Linked DNA regions of Mus musculus: region 2 is linked to region 1. A link is a contact called in public Hi-C data. All regions are on one chromosome and are shown on one strand. Each heading gives the region's core, a stretch centred on a gene start, on an enhancer-like site or on the middle of the called end of the contact. The rest is flanking DNA. Distances are from core to core; before and after follow the strand shown. Region 1 has its middle 420 kb from the start of Gm30397. Region 2 overlaps Fat1 (FAT atypical cadherin 1).

Region 1 (6,836 bases), core at 1,394-3,893:
TTACTTAATCCTTTGTGTTCTTTGAATTCCCTTGACCTTAGAAGTCTTCCTTTCTTGTTTTCCTGCAGGTATAATACCTGTGTTGTAACTTAAGAAACAATTTCTTCCATCAGACTTGGTCCCCCTGGACTGAGACATTTATGCTTCATTTTCCTCTTTCACCAGGCAGGTGTCACACTATTTAATTGCCTGGCCTTATGAACTTACATGTATCTGTCCTATTTTCCTTAACAAGGCATAAAATGCTTGCCCACATGATCTTGTCTTATTCACACTTCCTCCTTCAGAAGGCAACAAATCCTTAAGGAGGTCCAATTTTGGTAAGATAAATTGTATTCATAAAAGCCTGGCCAAGCTTAAACAAAAGCTCATCCCAGGAATGTCCTTTTTCATCTCTTTTGCAGACATTAATGACTATTTACATGGGTAGAATATGAATACTGTGGTAGGAAGTTAGGTGAAAAAAGTAGCAAGAATGGATTCCTCTCTCTTTTAAAAAGCAGATTTTGACATTCTGTTATAATTTTACTCTTCATTCTTGTAATTGCATATTTAGCCTAAGTTAGCAGGGTGCCAACTTACTCATAATTATGCATATTTACAAACAGAAATGTTACTTATTTTTATAACATCTCCTAATCTTTCCTTCAGCATCATCTGACTAGGAAAAAGGAAAAGATGGTTTTCACTGGTCCATTGTGTGGAATAATTTTAGTGTTCAAGTTAATAGGCTAAAACATTGTATGTGAATTTTTCTGTGATGGTATTCCACAACTGACCAATGACTGTCTATTCCTCCTGGTAAAGGCAAGTGGAATTCTATCTATTTAAGGCCTTATGGAAATGGTAGGTCATCTTAGTTAGAGTTACTACTGCTGTGAAAAAAAATCACCATGACCAAAGCAACTTGGGAGGAAAGGGTTTATTTGGCTTACACTTCTATATTGCTGTTCATCACTGAAGGAAATCAGGACAGGAACATGGAGGATGGAGCTAATGCAGAGGCTGCTTACTGGCTTGTTTCACCTGGCTTGCTCAGCTTTCCTTAGAGCCCAGGACCTCAGCCCAGGGATGGCACCATCCACAATGAGCTGGTCCCTTCCACACTGATCATTAATAGAGGATATGCCTTTCAGCTGGATCTCATGGACGTATTTCCTCAGCTTATGTTCCTTTCTCTATGATGACTCTATCTTGTGTCAAGTTGACACACAGGACCAGCCAGTACAATGGGTGAATTTGGTTTGCTCTTATACTATATTCTCCAACCCTTGTGTATTTGTGTTCCCATCTCTTCAGCCTTCATAATCATAGGCTTTCACCATAGCCACTGACTTAAATTCTCAGGCTAGGTTTCCTTGTGGACTCTTACTAATTCTTAGGTCTTTGGATTCCATCTGCATTGTGTTAATGGCTTTTCTGCTTGTCCAGCTTGCAGACTTTACTGTTGGACTTTCCCCCATTGTTATATAAACCAATACTAGTAATAAATCTCTCATATAAATATATATCCTTGGCTTTTATTTTTCTGGAGACCTTGAATTAATACATTGACTGATAGTGCAAGCCATTGCTTTAGCACTTAACCAGAAATTGTTCATTAACTTCACCTGCTACAGATGAAGGCTATCTGTCTTTTTTGATTTCAGCACTAACCACCTCTCCACCAGCACATACATAGTATATGTACATTGGCATACATGCTCTCACACACACTCACAAGTTTTACATAGATATGTATTCAACTCATCCAAGAAATATATGCATATAGTTGAATACCAGAGAATCCTGTTCTTTATCAGCCAAAAAAGAAGAGGGTCTTGAGTCAGTAAGTTGGTATCATTACATCTGCATCTGCTTTTGTTCCTACATACCTGGTCAGAATTGATACTTGTCCTGTCTGCTCAGTTAAGGATGTTGGCTTTGCTTTGATGTTTTGCACTGGAGATGATACAGAGACTCGGCTTTTTCCAAGATGGGGACTCAGCTATATCCAAGATAAGGACATCCTAAGAATGCTTCTCCAAGCAGTGTCTCTCAGCATGGTGGATCTGTGACTGACACACTTGTCCCTTTGCTGAGAAACCTTCTGCTTCTGAACATTTTTCATACCACACAGAAGACTAAAGATGTAACTCAGGCCCAGTTTGGTTTAATTATATCTTCTCATTTGCAAAAATAACAGCCCCATGGTTCTAAATGCTTCTGAAGTGTCTGTGCCAGATCAGTACCTCTCCCAATGTATCTTGCTCTCAGGATGCTGGTGGCAGCCATCTTGTAGCTGCTGTTGTTAATATGAGAGTTTCTCATAGAATTCCAGTCAGGGGAAAAAAAACATCACAGACTCCAGTGAGATCAGTTTTTCTTCTAAAGATTTCATCTGAGAAATTCACATTGACAAACAAGTATTCTGCCTGTTGTTGTTGTCTGTTTCCCTTCTTTTCTCTTCCTTGGTATTACTGAAGTTTTGTTCCAACCTTTTTCTTCTCCTCTGGGATTATTTCTCAAATATTATGTCCTCTCTCTTGACACACTCATTTTTTAAATTTTTTATTTTTCTTCCTTCCAGACATCTCCAGGGTGACCGAGGTACACAGACTGACTGGATAGCTTTGCAAACATGCTTTGCTCTGATGCAACACAATGGCAGACTTTGGCACACTTTCCTGAAACAAAAACACTTGGTAAGTACTGAACTAATCTCTGAACCACAGGGACACCAGGAATCATAGCAGACTCTGATGTAGTCAGTGCCAGCACTTTCCTATAGTCAACCACTTGTTGCATAGGGTTGGTTTAAATAAGCTAAAAAGTCAGGGTGAATTCCACCACAAATCTCTCTTCAAAATATTATGATGGTTATATTACTAAAAGTGATTCATTTGACACTATCTGGAATGGTCAAGAGTAACACTGAAAAATAACATTGCAGCATTAACTAAAAACAATAGCTACACTTTAGACTCAGCAAAGAATTTAGTTTGAGTTGTATCCAATTATAGTATCATCAGAAAAATATTTGTACATGGAAAGTAAGAAAAATATCATTGTAATCCAGAAAGATATTTCCTAATAAACACAACTGGGGCATATTTTCAAATAGCCTTTGATTTAAGATCAGGAAATAATATTAAGGGAGTGGAAATCATTCTAATTCCAAATTCAGAACTGGGTTCCTGCATCCCTTGGCAGTAAGCTAGCATCTTCAACATTACATGGATGCTTTTCCCCTGCACCTATACCTACTTCAGATACATATCCACTGATTTCTTACTACATTCAGGAATAGAGATAAACAATATAGATCCAACAGTACCGGATCCTGTATGCTTTTCATATATCAGGTAAAGGAGAAATGCACAATTACTGATAACACAGAATATGGAAAGTCACACACTTCAATAACAGTTTGAAGCATTAGCCTGCAAATTTGATTTTTTTCGTCTTGAGTTCATGTATAATAATAAGTTTGTTTGAATGTGTTTTTAACAAAGTCCTAACCAGAATTGAGCAAGTTTATGCTCTCAGATTTTAACAATTTATTTATTGGTATATAATCTCTGAAAATAATAGATAGCTAATGTTATTCAAGGAAAATGAGGTGAAACCCAGGATCAATCAAAGAGCACACACACACACACACACACACACACACACACTAGCACATGTGCACAAACGCGCACACACACACACCCTTAAGCCTCCATATCATTACAAAGGAGATCAATAAGGTAGCTTTATTCCCCCACAAGTGCCCACTACAATGCATTTCACCTATAATCTCTATTTTCTTTAATCCATTTTTATCTGTGTTGTTTCAGAGTCATGATATGTATGTATAACTCACATGTTCCCATCATAATTTTATGGGAATTAGTCTGTTCATATTCACATGCAAAGATCTATATAGATTTCTCTGTAAGAAAGACAAAAAAATGATTCAATGTCATTATACTCTAATAACAGACTGTTAAACAGGATTCCATTTCCCTCTGATGTTCTTTCTTATTCTCAAAGATTCAAGATGTAGGCACCATCATTTCGTTAGTACTCAGCAGCACATATCTCCTTGCCAATATGCAATTCTCAGTTTTCTATTGCCTCTCATCTAGGAATCATTTCACTTCTAAATGCATACAATACAATTTGTACTAGAAAGTTGGGGCATGCCTTGCTATGTAATTCTGACTGTCCTAGAATTCATTTGGTAGCCCAGGATGACAATGACCTCACAGAAATCCTCTTGCCTCAGCCTCCAGAGTCCTAGGATTACAGAGCTGAGCAACTATGCCTGGCAATGATATTTGTAATATTAATTTTATTAGACTTTCTCCAACTAAGTATACACAGCTTGATAGCAACTATCTAACAATTCTTAGCATTATATTTAACATATTTTGCAGTTCTGTATTTACATTGCAAAAAAAAAGAAATGATTCATCTTATGTGAATATGCAGTAGTCTTCATTACCTACAGCAGAAATTCTAGCAAAGCACAGATGTTTAAAAATACATGTTCAGAAAGAAAACTTACATATTTGGACAATGTAATGTTCACCTGGGGAAAGTGGGCCAGTGTGAATATCAGAAAATCAGGCTGATGCTGTGTGTATAACTCTGAAGGCTGCAGTCAAACCAGGCCAAGTGCTAAGGTTTGGAGACTAGTGTTTGACAGGAGGAAGCGGAAATTCTGAATCAGCCTGGAAGAATTTTCTAACAGATTTAGTTAGGAAAACAACACTCGAGAAAACATGGATAGAACAAGCCAGTAAACCAAGTCTGCCCGTTTCTTCACTAAGTTAACTTGCAAATGTTCTTTAAAAACAGGCTCAGAATTATTATTAGGTGATAATTAAAAAGGAAAACTCTCAGCACAGGCTTGACTTACTGGGCGATTGTAAATTTGAAAGCCGTGAAGTTCATAAATATGAGAGCCGTTCCTGTTTTATAGTAGACAGAGCTAGGTTAGTATATATCCCTTAATTGATTAAAAATGTCAGCATATGCATGATCAATTCATTACTTTTTTCATAAATATAATCATAAGTTCATCCTGAGTGATGTATTAAAAACACTAATCCTTTTTAAAATATAAAGTCTTTTTTTTTGAGAGTAAACGAAATTGATCAATGTGCTAGCAAACATATGGGAAGAAGACACTAACGGAGCCTTAGAAATGGCCTCCCTGAGAATTTTAAACCACATTGAAATGACTGTAGGGAACCTATCAGGAGGGTAAAAAGTAATTTTAATCAGTACAGGGGAAATTTCCAATTAACAAGTACAGTAGACATATAGTAAACCCAGAGAACAGATAACGTAGATCTGGAAACATCTGGGTTCTACTTTTGGTCTCCTTCCACTTTGGGGACCTTTGGAACCAGCCCCGCAACCCTTTCTCATACCTTCTGAGTGCTACTCTGGCCCTTGCCTTACTTCAATGTGCTTCTAGGCTCAAATCCTCTCAAATCCTCACCTCTGCGAGGCCATCCCACAGCCGCAGATGCAGAGAGGAAGCCTGAATTTCTCTTGACTTTACCAGTAGAAGCCTTCAGGAAGTTCATGGCCACTGTCATGATGTAGATAAAGTGCTACTTTTTTTTCTTTGATTTTTAAAAAAAATTTATTAGCTATTTTCTTTATATACATTTCAAATGCTATCCTGAAAGTTCGCTATACCCTCACCCCACACCCCGCTCCCCTACCCGTCCACTCCTGCTTCTTGGCCCTGGCATTCCCCTGTACAGAGGCATATAAAGTTTGCAATACCAAGGGGCCTCTCTTTCCACTGATGGCCAACTAGGCCATCTTCTGCTACATATGCAGCTAGAGATAGGAGCTCTGGGGTTACCGGTTAGTTCATATTGTTGTTCCACCTATAGGGTTGCAGACCCCTTCAGCTCCTTGGGTGCTTTCTCTAGCTTCTCCATTGGGGGCCCTGTGTTCCATCTTATAGCTGACTGTGAGCATCCACGTCTGTATTTGTCAGGCACTGGCATAGCCTCATACGAGACAGCTATAATAGGGTCCCGTCAGCAAAATCTTTCTGGCATATGCAACAGTGTCTGGGACAGCTTCTGAAAGTGCTACATTTTTTTTTCCATTTTTTATTAGGTATTTAGCCCATTTACATTTCCAATGCTATACCAAAAGTCCCCCATACCCCACCCACTCCCCCTTTTTGGCCCTGGCATTCCCCTGTACTGGGGCATATAAAGTTTGCAAGTCCAATGGGCCTCTCTTTCCAGTGATGGCTGACTAGGCCATCTTTTGATACATATGCAGCTAGAGACAAGAGCTCCGGGGTACTGCTTAGTTCATATTGTTCCACCTATAGGGTTGCAGATCCCTTTAGCTCCTTGGGTACTTTCTCTAGTTCCTCCATTGGGGGCCCTGTGGTCCATTCAATAGCTGACTGTGAGCATCCACTTCTGTGTTTGCTAGGCCCCGGCATAGTCTCACAAGAGACAGCTATATCTGGGTCCTTTCAGCAAAATCTTGCTAGTGTATGCAATGGTGTCAGCATTTGGAAGCTGATCATGGGATAAATAAGACAACCACTGCTGCCAAGACACTTTTGGAGACCTTTTACCTTGTGGGGGAAAGTTAGAAGGCTGTGTCTCAGTGGTCCTGACAACTTTCTGGTTCTGAGATTGACATTTTGTTTTACAAGAAAGTTTGTTCTCAGAAAACAGTACAACTGAACTTACTAAGGGGCCAAGAAGGGATGATACAAAAAGCAGATCGCTGAGGTTGTTTGCCTGCGAGGATGTGAACTAACACCGCAGGGCTTTATGGGTCTTTCTAGAGATTGCACTGCTGTGATTAGAAAGTTC
Region 2 (6,836 bases), core at 2,491-4,990, 650 kb after region 1:
CAACTTCCGAGGGTTTCCGGTGTAACATTTGATAGCTCTAGAAAGGAAGGAACTGAAAGGCCACTCACGCCACAATGGCAGGGATTCATTAACAACAACAACAGAAAGTCACCTTCGTGTATTTTAAGGGCTATAGACTTTTTTAAAATCTATTTCTCATTACTAGTTTTTATTTTATGGTGAAATGTATTACCTCTAAAGTCTTAAAAGTCAGGTTTTATCTCCTGCCTTATCTGGTGCATTTTTCCCCCCATCAAATCTGTTTTCGTGGGATCCTTAGGGTCAGTTGGATCAAGGAGAATTCTGCGATTCTAGGTCACTGAACGTCAGTGACTAAAGTACATGTAAGATTTTGCACTTAAGATGCTTTCGTTGAAGTTTGCCGATGTTAACCTTAGATATTAACCTTACAGTTGATTGAGTGCTTTCCCTCCCTCCAGGCCTCCTTCCCTCCTACATAACTTATATAGAATACTAAAAACAATTAATTCACAGCAAAATTGATTTGCCTTCTGATCTTGTGTTCTGAAACCACTAATTTCCACCAGGAAACAGCTCGCAGAACAGATGTAAAAGCAGAAGAAAAGCGGGCGATACTGACCTCAGCCCCTCCTTGTGTGGCTTCAGAGTGACCGTCTGATTAATTTTATTAGTGTTTTCTGCGGACCTCTGAAAGTTCGAGTTAAGTGAATTCCGAGCTCCTTTCCAGCCCTGACAGGCTATGAATAGAATTCCATTTTTGGCTCCAAGCCTAATCCTGCCGGCACCAGTACTGCAGTGACAAACAATAGCTGCTCAGATGGCCACAGCTGCCAAAGATCTCCCAGCCAACTGCAGTTAGAACCGGTCTCAGAACACTACCTATAGGAAGACAGCGCACGCTGCCAAGGCTCTGAGAGCCTCCGACAGAAGCTCTAAGAGTAGATGCACAATGACAGCTATAGGAGAGTTGATGGGGAGAGCTGAACCTTTGCCTCCGCCTATGACGCCCTCCAAGTCTCCAGCATGGGAAAAGGGAGACGTGTTGTCCTGCCCCCTGATGGTCTGAGCTAAGCAAGACTCTGACTTTTTCATTGTTGGTTCTGATCTTGCCCTGTTGCTTGGTTCTCTTCCTGGCTCCAGTCCTCAAGGGCCAGGACCTTTCTGTACCCAGTTATTGTATCCATGACAGAGCCAAGCACAGCGCTGGCTGTGGGAATGCTACTCACTCCCTGCTTGCTTTCCAGTTCACTGGTAAAGGGTTTAAAAACTCAGCCAGTTGGAATGGTTCTGCTTTCCCCAGGCCCCCTTTAGCATCCGTTGCTTGCCTGTCTCTCCACCTTACCCACACCCACACACACCCACCCCCCTCCTCTGTGATCTTCCCAGCTGCTACAGATGTCTTTGGTCCGAGGCCATTTTTTATTTCATTAGAGCTGTTTCAAATATACAGGCTAAAGTGTTCATGGAGAAGATGCTCATGCAGTCACATGGTACACATGGTATTTCTTATTGTCTCCTATATTGATGCCTCAGAGTACTTTTTTGGTTTTTCGAGACAGGGTTTCTCTGTGTAGCCTTGGCTGTCCTGGAACTAACTCTGTAGACCAGGCTGGCCTCGAACTCAGAAATCTGCCTGTCTCTGCCTCCCAAGTGCTGGGATTAAAGGCATGCGCCACCACTGCCGGTAGAGTATTTTTAATATGTCATCTTAAAACATAATGATTTATTTCCCCTATGACTGTAGCTTCTGAGTTCCTGAGGCAGTACAACTGACGATGTGTATTTTAATGTTGTTATGTTATGGAGACGTGAAGAGACTTGTTTAGCAGCTAGAACACTGTCTTTAACTACTGCTATTTTATTCTGATAGTTGACATTATTTTTGAGGTTAAAAAAAATGGTATCAGTGTGTAAGAGGAACAGAGAGATAGCTAAGATGAAAAAGATAGGTTTGAGAATGCAGGGAGAGTGAGTGTTTTCTGACTAGAGAGGATACATTGTCCTGTTAGTTTTGGAGCTACTGTCTTGATTAATCTCACTGATGTCACTGTGCCCTGCCTGTTTCGGTGTTTTTGTTTGTTTGTTTGTTTTGTTTTTGTTTTTTTTTTTTTTAGGTGAACCCCTGAGGGCATACATTTCTACTCAGGTGGCAGAAATGCACACTGTAGAACATGGTATATGAGGGAGTCACACTGTATAACATGGTAAATGAGAAATGCACAGTGTAGAACATGGTATATGAGGGAGTCAAGGGACTCCCTGGGATTAAAGGCGTGTACCACCCCTGCCTGGGCGGGAATTTTAAACACTCTCCACTTCTAGGAAATATGGTTTGTGTAGTGGGACTCTAATTTAGAATAAAATTCATTCCATTTCCAGTTGCTTTAACTTATTAGAAGAAGTTGTCTCCCACTTGCCACTGTGGTGGTTTAAAATGAAAACGAAAATGTGGGACTGGAGAGATGGCTTAGAGGTTAAGAAGTTGTGAATTCAATTCCCAGCAACCACGTAGTGACTCACAACTATCTATGTATAATGTGATCTGACATCTTTCCTAGTGTGCATGAAGACAGCATACTTATATAAAATATAAATATAAAATATATATATATATATATATATACACATATATATCTATAAGTCTTATTTATGTTTGTCAATGGCTGCATAGTTCAGGCTTTAGAAATCTGTATTGGGGGCTGGAGAGATGGCTCCAGAGGACCTGAGTTCAATTCCCAGCAACCACCTGATGGCTCACAAGCATCTATAGTGGGATCTGATGCTCTCTTCTGGTGTGTCTGAAGACAGCTACTGTATACTCATATAAATAACAAATAAATAAATCTTAAGAAAGAAGGAAGGAAGGAAAGAGAAAGAAATACTGTATTGGATTCTTTTCCATCTAAAATTTCCACCCAGTAAATTGTTCTCCTATATCTTTTGCTTTGAGTTTTAACGTATTTTTAAGGCTATAAAGTTTCAAGTAAAAGATTTGTTAAGAACTGAAGATCCCTTCCTTGAGAATTCTAGTATAGGAAAGGAAACACCTTCCTTGCCCCGTCTCAGTCTCTTCCCTGACCAGTTCCTCCTTTCTCTTTTGACAAATTGCTTTGTAAATATTTCCATATACATTTTGTATAGGAAGTTAGCATTCATACCCAAGGCTCACAATAACGTTTGCCTCTTAGTTCTGGTAGCTCTTTGTCTAAAGGTTGCTCAACCACTTTACTGACTGCCCCTAGGGCTTATCTTATTTTGATTTTCCTTAATGTTTCTGATTCCTAGAATGCTTAGCCTGGCACCAAAGGAAGCACCCAATTATTGTGCTAAAAAGGAAGCAGGGGGTGGTGGGTCACACCTGTAAAGCCAGGATTCTGGAGGCCTAGGCAAAAGGAACCCAAGATCTGGGGCAGCTAGGGATATCCAGTCTCCCCAAACAAAACTGAAAGCAGCCGCTAACTCTACCACCAAAAAACAAAACAAAACAAAACAAAAGGTGCTGCTTTTCCCTGTGGCCAGCTCAGCTTTTTCTTTTTGACCTGTGATATGACAACCCTTTACTAGAGCCCATGAAAGCACAGCCTGATGATACATTTGGAAAAGGATCGTGGCATTTCTTGAGTTCCTATGTAATTCCACAGGTCACTGCACAGTTTCCAGTTCAGCACGTCAAATGCCTTGAGTTAGGGACCAGTCAGAGCCCTCAGGTTGGGAATTTGCAAGCTTTCTGTTGAGTCACTAGGAGAGGCGCCTTCCTGGGTTTGTGCCTAATCAAGCACAGCTGTTAAAAGGCGGAGCCTGGGCCTGGGGCAGCTGTAGAAGTGACCTGGAGGCCACTAAGTCTTCCCTTGCTTGCTTCTGAGGTCTTCTGAGTTGCCTGGAGCTGTCTTAACTGGGACAAACCTGCTGAAGAAGTTTGTGCCTTTACCAAAACCACGGTTTCGAAAGCCTAGTGGCCAGAGTGCAGCTGCCTCAGGCCACCTTTGTATTGAAGCAGCTGGGATGCCATGATAACAGGCTGGCTGGTCCCCCTAGGTGTAACTGCTTACAAGCACCAGGAAAGGACCTGTGACAGCTGTCAACCAAGAGGTCACGTCTTCTGGCCCTTCTACAGCTTGGCTTATTTATTTGTTTTTTTAAAAGTATACATGAAAGAGTGCTTGCACCGAACAGACTTATAAACATTGTTAGCACTGTCACATTACCTAGACCCCTCACATAACTTAGACCCCTCACCTCTGATCTGTCTTACCGTCGAGGGCAAGAGCTTTGTGTCTCTCTCAGAGGATACATTTGGGGAGGCCATTTTGACAAGCACATTGAGTAATAATGCAGGCAGAACAACTGGGGAACTCTGAGCTGGTTAAATATTACGGCAGCGTCACCGGGGCCTAGCAACTTAATTTTCAACTTTAAACCATCAGAAAAGCCATCAAATGCAAAAAGCGTGTGCTGGTAAACAAATTAATTTTCGGAAGTCAGGTTGAACACAAAGATGTGATTTTGGGGGGGTATTAGGCAAAGCTATAAAGTGACAATGACAAGGGTTCTTCATCTCCGGCTGAACTCTGTGAACTGAATTCTAAGGACGGAGTCTGAGGATTGGAGGACAGAGAGTGGTGGCCCCCACGCCAGAACAGCGGAAAACGTTGCATTTGTAGGGCAAATGTTTACAAGCCTGGATTTTGATAACGGATGTATTCGTCATTGAATTGTATCTTTAGCTTTTTAACCACAAACATATTCTGAACATTGTTGAGCCACATGTTGGCATGTAATTTGGAACAAGAGGCTATTGAAAGCAGCAAAAATGACCAGTGCCTTTTTAAGTTATTTAAATTCATTCTGAAATCTCCACTTTCTCAGTTAGCCTGGCCACATTCCAGCTGCTCAGCGGCTGGGCGCAATTAGATGCTACTGTGTTGGGCAGTGGGAATTGAGAGAATTTCAGGCTAAGAGAAACTGCTTTGGATAGTGCTTTATAAGGTCAAAAGCTACAGTGGCTCTTCTTATTATTGTAAAAAGTAAAAAATGTAGCCAAAGACATGGAAAAGGAAATAAAGTAGGATTAGGTGACTGCCCTGCCCCCACCCCCTAACCCTCTGCTGCCTGCCTCCCCTTCCTGGTTTTAGTCTTAAAGGAGAATGATAGGAAGATGGTTGAAAGTCAGTTTCCTGCCATGTAGGGTTAAGCCGGTGGCTGGCACACACTCAGGACCTTGCCCGATAGCTTTACTGTTTGTAAATTTCACCTGCTACAGATCTCAAGTGCTCCGCCCTTCATGGTAACTGGACCTCAGTCTTGTTCAGAAATCGTGGGTTTTCACCCTCTGGCTGGCTGTCCCCTTGTGTTTGTGATGCTGTTTAAACTAACTTCTCTCCCTCCTCCCCCTCCCCCTTTTTCTGTTGTTTCTTCCAGAGCCTCACTTGTTCCCTCTGGTTTTCTTTTTTTCCCCTGTGAGGGTCTGAATGGACAGGACAGAGTTGTTGAATAAGCGTGTAGCTGCTCCATCTCCACCTAGCCGGCCTTTGATAGGTGCCTGTGTGTGCTGCCTACCCTCTCGAAGACCTTGTCTTAGAGGAGGTCCTGAGTTAAAGAATTTTAAGGTTAGGTTAACATGGGAGAGTTACAGCGAATCTAAACGTCTGCCTTAACTTTCTAAACGTGGGCATTGATGTGAAAAGAGTACAAGTCACTTGTCAGTTCTGCTCATTTGGTAAGGTTTGGTGTTCTCCTTTAGTCTCATTCACACTTCTGAGGTAAATTTGAGGATACTAATTAGTGTGAAGGTGGGAAATTTACCAGCCCTTTCAGCCTGCCCCATGTATAGAGAATGTAATGTTTTTCTAGATCAAGGAAGGAACATTTCTAGTCTTTGTCCCCTCTTTTCCTTTCTATTTTTAACTTCACGATGCTTGCAGAAAATGACAGTAGATGCAGGAAGGGGCCGCCTGTGGTGTGCATGCTCTCTGCTTTTATCTTCTCTTTCAGTTTCTGACTTACTTTTTTGACCCACCAGAATGAATAGTGACTAATCACGGCCATTTCCCCTGTTAAGATTTGCTGAATTCACAGTCAAGGCTTTACAAAGAATTGAAATACCATAAACACACTAAGTTATGTGTTTAATGCGATGGGAAGTTAAAAAAAAATTCTCATCTGGGTCCCTAGAGAACTCAATTCTAACTGACCTTGTTAATGAGTGCCTGGTGACCTCGGAGAAAAATTAACTTCCTTTTAGCTCAGACACCTGACCTTGGTCATTGTGCCCTTTCTGATAAAGGGTGTGTCTTCCTGGGATTCAGGGGGAAACACTGCATGCATATACATCTTTTTAAAGGAATGTATAATATTTCTTAGGACACATAATGCCTCACTCAGATATTAACACCTACAAGGTTAGTCACCCAGTGAATATTCAGTTGTGAAGCAGGTGTTTGTCCAGTGGGGAGGGAGGGGGTTGGGCGGGCATCAGCAGGAAGCCGACCTGCAAGCAGAATGATGAATTATAAACACAGAACAAGTGCCGTGCAGCAGGCCAGGGATGCTGCAGGTTGGGCTGGCACCCCAGGGTGTTAACCTCTCTGTGTGCCTCCTAAAGTGTACCCCAGGAAGGTGGGGCACACCCTAGAGAAGTGGCTAGCTTCCCTGCTGCAGTAAGGACTTGTACTTTAGAGTTCATTTTGCACGAAGTTTCTGTAGTAAGCATCAAACATACTGTACTCCTTTGAGAAAGGCACCTCTCTTCACACTGCGCGTCAGACTCACAGGCATAGCCTGTGCTGCCTGGCGGAGGCTTCTGGGAGATAGCCATAGAAACCGTGGATAGGATTCTTCTGGTAGGAGTGTTCTGA

Evidence for each region. A called contact is a pair of places that touch in the nucleus more often than the background predicts.
Region 2: a Hi-C map of adipose-derived mesenchymal stem cells shows a contact between it and region 1, with 1.6 times the contacts expected there. The contact joins two enhancer-like sites. A contact is called at or near these places in 1 of 484 Hi-C or Micro-C datasets (adipose-derived mesenchymal stem cells) and 2 of 115 datasets of contacts at active chromatin or transcription factors (astrocytes and vascular smooth muscle cells).

Annotation. Positions count from the first base shown.
Region 1 is chr8:44,344,963-44,351,798 of GRCm38.p6, forward strand. No RefSeq gene overlaps it. Among named protein-coding and RNA genes, the nearest start is that of Gm30397, 420 kb to the right of the region's middle. Within about 2 kb of position 2,644, at least 17 of the 459 cell types and tissues checked have an H3K27ac peak or open chromatin away from gene starts, as enhancers often do. A contact at or near this core is called in adipose-derived mesenchymal stem cells, where this site is marked.
Region 2 is chr8:44,998,016-45,004,851 of GRCm38.p6, forward strand. The region is part of intron 2 of Fat1 (FAT atypical cadherin 1); the gene reads left to right. Among named protein-coding and RNA genes, the nearest start is that of Fat1, 51 kb to the left of the region's middle. Within about 2 kb of position 3,741, at least 113 of the 459 cell types and tissues checked have an H3K27ac peak or open chromatin away from gene starts, as enhancers often do. A contact at or near this core is called in adipose-derived mesenchymal stem cells, where this site is marked.